2 separate regions of the Sus scrofa genome follow, and region 2 is linked to region 1. A link is a contact called in public Hi-C data. All regions are on one chromosome and are shown on one strand. The core of a region is the stretch at or near the end of the contact, and the rest is flanking DNA. Distances in the headings are between cores, read along the strand shown. Region 1 overlaps LOC100737021 (a long non-coding RNA gene). Region 2 has its middle 300 kb from the start of VLDLR.

What was found. Hi-C and Micro-C count contacts between places; a contact is called where the count stands out from the background.
Region 2: a Hi-C map of heart right ventricle shows a contact between it and region 1, with 2.2 times the contacts expected there. The contact joins two enhancer-like sites. A contact is called at or near these places in 1 of 47 Hi-C or Micro-C datasets (heart right ventricle) and 1 of 2 datasets of contacts at active chromatin or transcription factors (skeletal muscle).

What each region holds. Positions count from the first base shown.
Region 1 is chr1:219,336,612-219,339,904 of Sscrofa11.1, forward strand. All of the region lies in intron 5 of LOC100737021 (a long non-coding RNA gene), which reads left to right. Among named protein-coding and RNA genes, the nearest start is that of VLDLR, 130 kb to the left of the region's middle. Within about 2 kb of position 1,665, at least 4 of the 83 cell types and tissues checked have an H3K27ac peak or open chromatin away from gene starts, as enhancers often do.
Region 2 is chr1:219,509,851-219,513,143 of Sscrofa11.1, forward strand. No RefSeq gene overlaps it. Among named protein-coding and RNA genes, the nearest start is that of VLDLR, 300 kb to the left of the region's middle. Within about 2 kb of position 1,666, at least 2 of the 83 cell types and tissues checked have an H3K27ac peak or open chromatin away from gene starts, as enhancers often do.

The DNA.
Region 1 (3,293 bases), core at 415-2,914:
CAAAAGCCCTGGACATTTTAGTGTCTTACAGTCAGCATTCTTTTCAGCCCAGAGTCCTGCGGAGGGTTCAGGGTCTTCAGTATCATATGTAAGATTCAGGCGGAGAGGGTTGTTAGGGCAGTGAAGAGAATGAATAGGTAGAATTCTGGGCCTTTCACCACAGTCCCAGCCAAGGAGCCCATTTTAATATTTATCCACTGTATTTCCATTGTGAGCAGCTGGAAACTAAAGTTAAACTATAGGTTTAGATATTCTGTGAGGCTCTTTCCAGATCTAATCTTGAATGAAAATAACTTTTGAGTCTCTGGACCATTTAGAATTGCAGCCAGGAGTTCCTGTTGTGGCACAGTGGAAACAAATCCTACTAGTACCCATGGGGTTGCAGGTTCAGTCCCTGGCCTCACTCAGTGGGTTAAGGATCTGGCGTTGCCCATGAGCTGTGGTGTAGGTTGAAGATGTGGCTCAGATCCCAAGTTACTATGGCTGTGGTGTAGGCCCCCAGCTGTAGCTCTGATTCAGCCTCTAGCCTGGGAACTTCCATATGTCATAGGTGTGGCCCTAAAAAGAAAAAAAGAAAAAAAATTTGGTCAAATTCAGAGAACATGATGGCTTAGGGCATAGGGCATTGGCAAATAGTGTTGGTTAACCCAAGTTCTTTGTGGATTTCTGCCACTGTAGAATCTGACTTGGAAAGAATGCTTTTAGAATCCTTTAGGGCAACAAGTTAGGGATACTCATGGGCTGTCCTGTGGGCTTCATCCACATGAGGCTGCTTTAAAAACACTTTTTTTTTAAATTGAAGGTTAGTTGATTTGCAGTGTTGTGTTAGTTTCAGGTATACAGCAAAGTGGTTCAGTTATATACATGTATATTCATTCTCAGAGTCTTTATAGATTATCACAAGATATTTTTATTAGAATATAGTTAATTCACAACGTCCTGTCAATTTCTGTTGTATAGCATAGTGACCCAGTACACACACACACACACACACACACATTTTTTCTCATACCATCTTCCATCTTGTTCTACCCCAAGAGATGGGGCATCGTTTCCTTTGCTGTACAGTATTATTGAATATAGTTCCCTGTGCTATCCTGTAGATCCTTGTTGTTTATCTGTTATATATATAGTAGTGTGTATCTGTTAGTCACAAACTCCTAATTTATCCCTCCCAAGCACAACCCCCACTCCCTGAGCTATCCCCTTCGATAATCGTAAGTTTATTTTCTATGTCTGTGAGTCTGTGTCTGTTTTGTAAATAGTTCATTTGTATCATTTTTTAGATTCCACACATAAGTGATATATGCTATTTGTCTTTCTCTGTACAAAAATTATTTGGTTTTCATTGTGCTTGTTTATTCTGTGAATAAGGGTCTAATATAACTTTCTCTGAGCACCATTTCTGCCTGCAAACTGTTCCATAGGTTCCTGGTAAAGCTCATTTGCCCAGCAGGGTACACATATAGTCAAACCACTATATTCACATAGATGAAATTTTACTATCATTTTAATGAAAATATTCAGCTCCTCATGGGTTTATTTTTGCCATGCCGAAAGAGTAAGAGCATAAAAAACTGGTGGTAACTTGGTAGTGAAGGACTTCAGGGTGGCATATGTTAATTCACAGAATCGTGATTCCTTTTCCCAGTCCCCTGGCTTTCTCTCCCTGCCTCCCAGCGCCCAGATGGCTGCCTCCTCTCAGATCCACGTCCCTCCCTTTAATTTGTCCCGCTTGCATTTCATCTTCCTTAATCACTGTTTTCATCACATCACTCCCTTGCTCAGAAACCCTCCAGGGATCTTTATTTCCCACCACATCAAATCTAAACGTGGCTGCCTGTTTTCAAGGCTTCTCCTAATCTATTCTTTCCTTGTGTCTCCAGCTTTATTTCCTTTGCCAAATGTGGTTCTGGTTCCCGTGGTTCAGAGATAATGGAATTTTTGTACACACACACAAAAATTGAAATCTGCATCATTTTTTTAAACAGAGTTCAGCCCAGTTCCCTTATACAAAGCACACATTAGCAGTGATTAGTTACCCCCCCCCATCCCCACCCCCAGGCCGTGTAAGCAAGACTGAAGCGTCCTCTGGGGGCAGCATGTGGAGGAAAACAGTTTATGCCCCATTCTTTCCCCATATCCTGGGAGAAGATGAGGCGCTGAGAAAGATGACTACTCACTAGAGTGGTTTGTGAAGAGCTCTGCCATTTTGATAAGACAGGCAGAATGCAAGTATCTTAGAAGGCAACTATAAAAGATATTAAATTTCAGACCAGAAGCAGTTGGTTCAAAAACTTGGAAAGAGGTACACCTGTATGAGGTAAAACTCAGCAGATGACAAAGTCCCAGAAAAAATGCTGGCGAGGTTGGGAAAGGAGATTCTAGAGTAGGTTTACCTATCAGAGTAGGCTTATAACATCTGTGACTGTAGTTTATTTTCAACTATTTAATTATTATGAGGTGTTTGTATTTGTCATGTACTTTAAAAAAATCCTCACAGATGCAAACCTGGTTTTATTTTTTATTTTTTAAACATATAATTGATTTACAATGTCATGACAATTTCTGCTGTACAACAAAGTAGCTATTTTTCTTTAACTACTTCAGTAAGTTCTGACTGTTCCACTTAGTAGCCATATCATTTGGGGGCAGATTTCTTTATCTAGGAGTTCCTGTTGTGGCTCAGTGAGTTAAGAACCAGACTAGTATCCATGAGGATGTGGATTCAATCCCTAGCCTTGCTCCACGGGTTAAGGATATGGCGTTGTCGCAAGCTGGTATAGGCCAGCAGCTGCAGCCCTGTTTCAGCCCCTAGCCCAGGAACTTACATATGCTGCAGGTGTGTCCCTAAAAAGAAAATAAAAAGTTCTTTATCTATAACGTGAAGGTAATAATGCTGCATAGTACGTGAGATTGTGGGGAGGACTAAATAATACATTTAAAGGGCATAGAACAAGGTCAAAGACAGAAATATTAGCTATTATTCATATCATCCTTATTATTATCAGTACACATAAAGCTGTGCTTCATTTTAGCAGCTGCAAAAGTTCCACCTTCTCTCAAAACACCTTAAGGTCCATTTAGTTTAGCAAACATTTGCCGAGTGCTCAATATATGTCAGGCACTGATGCAACACTGATGAAACTCCAAGTAAGACATTGACCTTGTCCTTGAGCAGCTTGCCTCCCAATAGGGAAAGCAAAACCATCAGTAGATTATTTCAGTTTAAGGCTTGTCTGTCCTGCACAGTTACCACTAGTCATGAGTAGCTTTTGAGCTCTTGGAATGTT
Region 2 (3,293 bases), core at 416-2,915, 170 kb after region 1:
TTTGCTTTACATTATATTTTGAGTTTTTTCTCCTCAAGGATTATAGGAACTTATTAGAAGATAGCCCACCAGCTGTAGCTCCTGATATGTTGATGGAAACTCAAGGAATTTAGAAATTCATTTCTCTTCCCCAAAGCCTGACTTCAAAGACTATTACCTTGCTAGTGACTCATAAATCCTATTTGCTAGTCAGAGATGAGAATTAACTTTATTGTTATAGTTGGTCTCCACCTTTTCCTAAAAGCTCCTAAATCCTTTGCTTCAATGAGTGGAGAGGCCCAGAGCAAGAATCATTCTAGAAGATGGAAATACTATAGAAAATATATTTTAAATTATTATTCCCCCATAAATATATATGTTGTAAACATAGTTTTCACATTTTTACAAAGACTGGCATTACAGGGCTAGCAGGAGTTAAGAAATGGGGTTAAAGCTTCTCTTTCTGATGCTTTTAAAGATTTACTTCCTATAACCTTCTTCTAGGTCCATATTCCCAACATGTGGAATTTTTAACACCCTTGTAAAGAAAGAGTATATTGTCATCATACAAATGATTATTTTTATTGTGGGCTTGCTGCATGGTTTTGAGGTGCTTTACTGTGTATTTCTAGGTGAAGTAACTGAAATACTAAGCACCTATTTTCTTCCTTTCAGGACAGCATAGTTCAGTAGAAAATGTCCTACTTTCCAGTCCTAGATATGCAAATAATCAGCTCTTGGGTTAAGAGTGTCCAGTTCACCTTTCTGGACTTCAGCTTCTTCATCTATAAAGTGAGGGAGTTGGTAGTCTCAGCAGACATCTGCCTACTAACTGACATGAACTGTTCATGGTTACACTTGACTCATACAGTCCCTACCTTGACCCCTTGGACCATCTAGCATCTAGTTGTTCTTTCAAATGCAACTCCTGGTCACCTGGAAATCTTAAGGATTTTTCCTCCCCACCACCTTCCTTGGTTCCCAGACTTGGTTAATGGACCTTATTTTAGACCCCATAATTCCCTTCATGTAAAACAGTAAAGTTTATTATGCAGAAGAATGAAATAACTCGCCAAATGCACACATTTAATAAGAGGCAGAACTAAGATTTGAATCCAGGTCTTTCTAATTCTTAGTCTTCTTCCCTAACTGCTTTGTTATAACATTCCCTCTTCTCAACAATTAAGTGGCCATATACCAAACTAAGGGTACATTTGGCACTATTTGGAGACACTTTCAGCTGTCACATTTTGAGGGCCTGCTACTGGCAGCTAATGTGTAGAATTCAAGGTTGCTGCCCATTACCCGCAATGCATGAGATAGCCTCCCACTGTGAGGAATTACCTGGCCCCAAATGTCAATGCGCTGAGGTTGTGTAAGCCTGCTCATATCAAAGCACAGAGGTTGTTGCTTTCTATACTAGCTGTGAGATCATTCCTGACACCTTCAGATGGATGAATCACCTTGGTTTATTTGCCTCCAGGGCCAAATGATATTGAGGCCACCCCCGATTTTATATTTGTTTCTTGAACAAGAGGAAAAAGTGTTCCTTATTCTCAGAAAGGAAATGGCCTAGCCAATGTGGAGGCAGCTGGTTTCCAGCAAGAGTGTCAATGCCAGGGGCCCACACTGAAGCCAAGTAGGATGAGCACACACCACAGAGCATGTGAAGCAGGGGTGTTGGGTGGATAGCACCCAAGTCCCAGGGTAGGGAGTGAGTAAGGGAGAAGGATGCAGGTGCCAGTGTCCTGGGGGTGGGGGGGCTGGGAGTGGTCTAAGAGACAAAGAGAGGTCCTGCCTCAGCCCTGTAGCTCCCACCTCCACACTCAACCTCTTTAGCAGCCGCTTCTGGCTCCACATAAGACTGTGACTCCAGGGATTTGGGGCTTTTTTTGTACTGAGCTAGACTCTTTTATCCTTCATTCTTTTTTCTTGCAATCCCTCCTTTTGTGTTTTTTTTTTTTTTTCTAAGAAAACTTGAAGCACACTATCTTTTTTTTTTTTTTTTTTTTTTTTTACTATTTTTCAGTCTCCTAACTGGGGGCTTCTTGAGGATATATGTTTTCTGGAGGTGACATCTAAGCAGCTGTGGGATTGAAATGGGGCCTGGTATGTAGCACATGCTTTATTTGTGGGAATAAAGGATTTTCTAAGAGATCATCTTAGTAACAACACAGAAGCATGACAGGTTTTCTGTGCCTCTTAATGATCTCTCCTTTTAAGGTCACAGGCCATATTAATAGAATTTCAGCTGTCTTAATTAGGATAATGTCTGGCTTTAACATATTGTGGCAGAGGAGTCGATCTGAGTCCACAAATGCTTACTGAACTTCTACTAGTCAGTGTTTCAAGGGCTCTAAGAGATATACAGATAAATAAATCATGATTTCTGTATCAGAAAGTTAAATTCAGTGGGGGGGGAAAGGCCAATTTGCAAAGTTAGCTAGTTCAAACAAATTATGACAGATTCGAAAGTGGGAATATAAGCAAAGGGTGACAGGAGCACAGAAGAGAGAGAAATTGAGAGAATTTTGTCTCAACAAGGAAAGCTTAGAGATGAGGTGGCATCTAAGCTGGGTCCTGAAAGCTGGGGAGATACTGATTGGTTCCCTCATAAAACTAGACATGCCTTGATAGGACCCACATGACATAGAGGCATGATGCCTTTGACATTATTTTTAAACTTTTAATGTGAATAAAAGGTATAGACAGAAAAGTGCATAATTGTATCATAATTGTATCACTCAGTGAACTGTCTCACAATGAGCACACTTGTGTGGCTACTTCCAGGTTAAGAAATAGAATAGCACCCTGTTTCCAGAAGACCCCTTTGTGTTCCTCCCAATGCTATCCTTCCCAGCCCCCTAAAATTTCCTACTCTCCTGTTTATAGCACAATAGATTCATTTTGCCTGATTTTATAAAAAATGGGATTTTATGATATGTTTTTGCTTGTGTCTTACTTTTTTGGTCAAAATTAGTCTTATAAGAATCATCCATTTTTTCACCCTGAAAAACTATAGTTTGCTCATTTTCATTGCTGTATAGCATTCCATCATATGAATAGGTCACCATTCATTTGAAATTTAGAACTGATCCATTCTATTGTGGATGATAAGTTATTTGTTTCCATTTTTGGCAACTTGAGGTAATGCTCTTTATGTTGCTATTTTTGTATGTACCTTTGGTGGCTGTGTCTATGCTTCTTTATTGGCTTGGGATTAAATTTCTAAAAACCGTTTAATTCCATGAGTGTTCTGAAGACTGAATGTACACAGATGTCCTCATTTCTTCTGAATTTGGAGTGAAATCCTG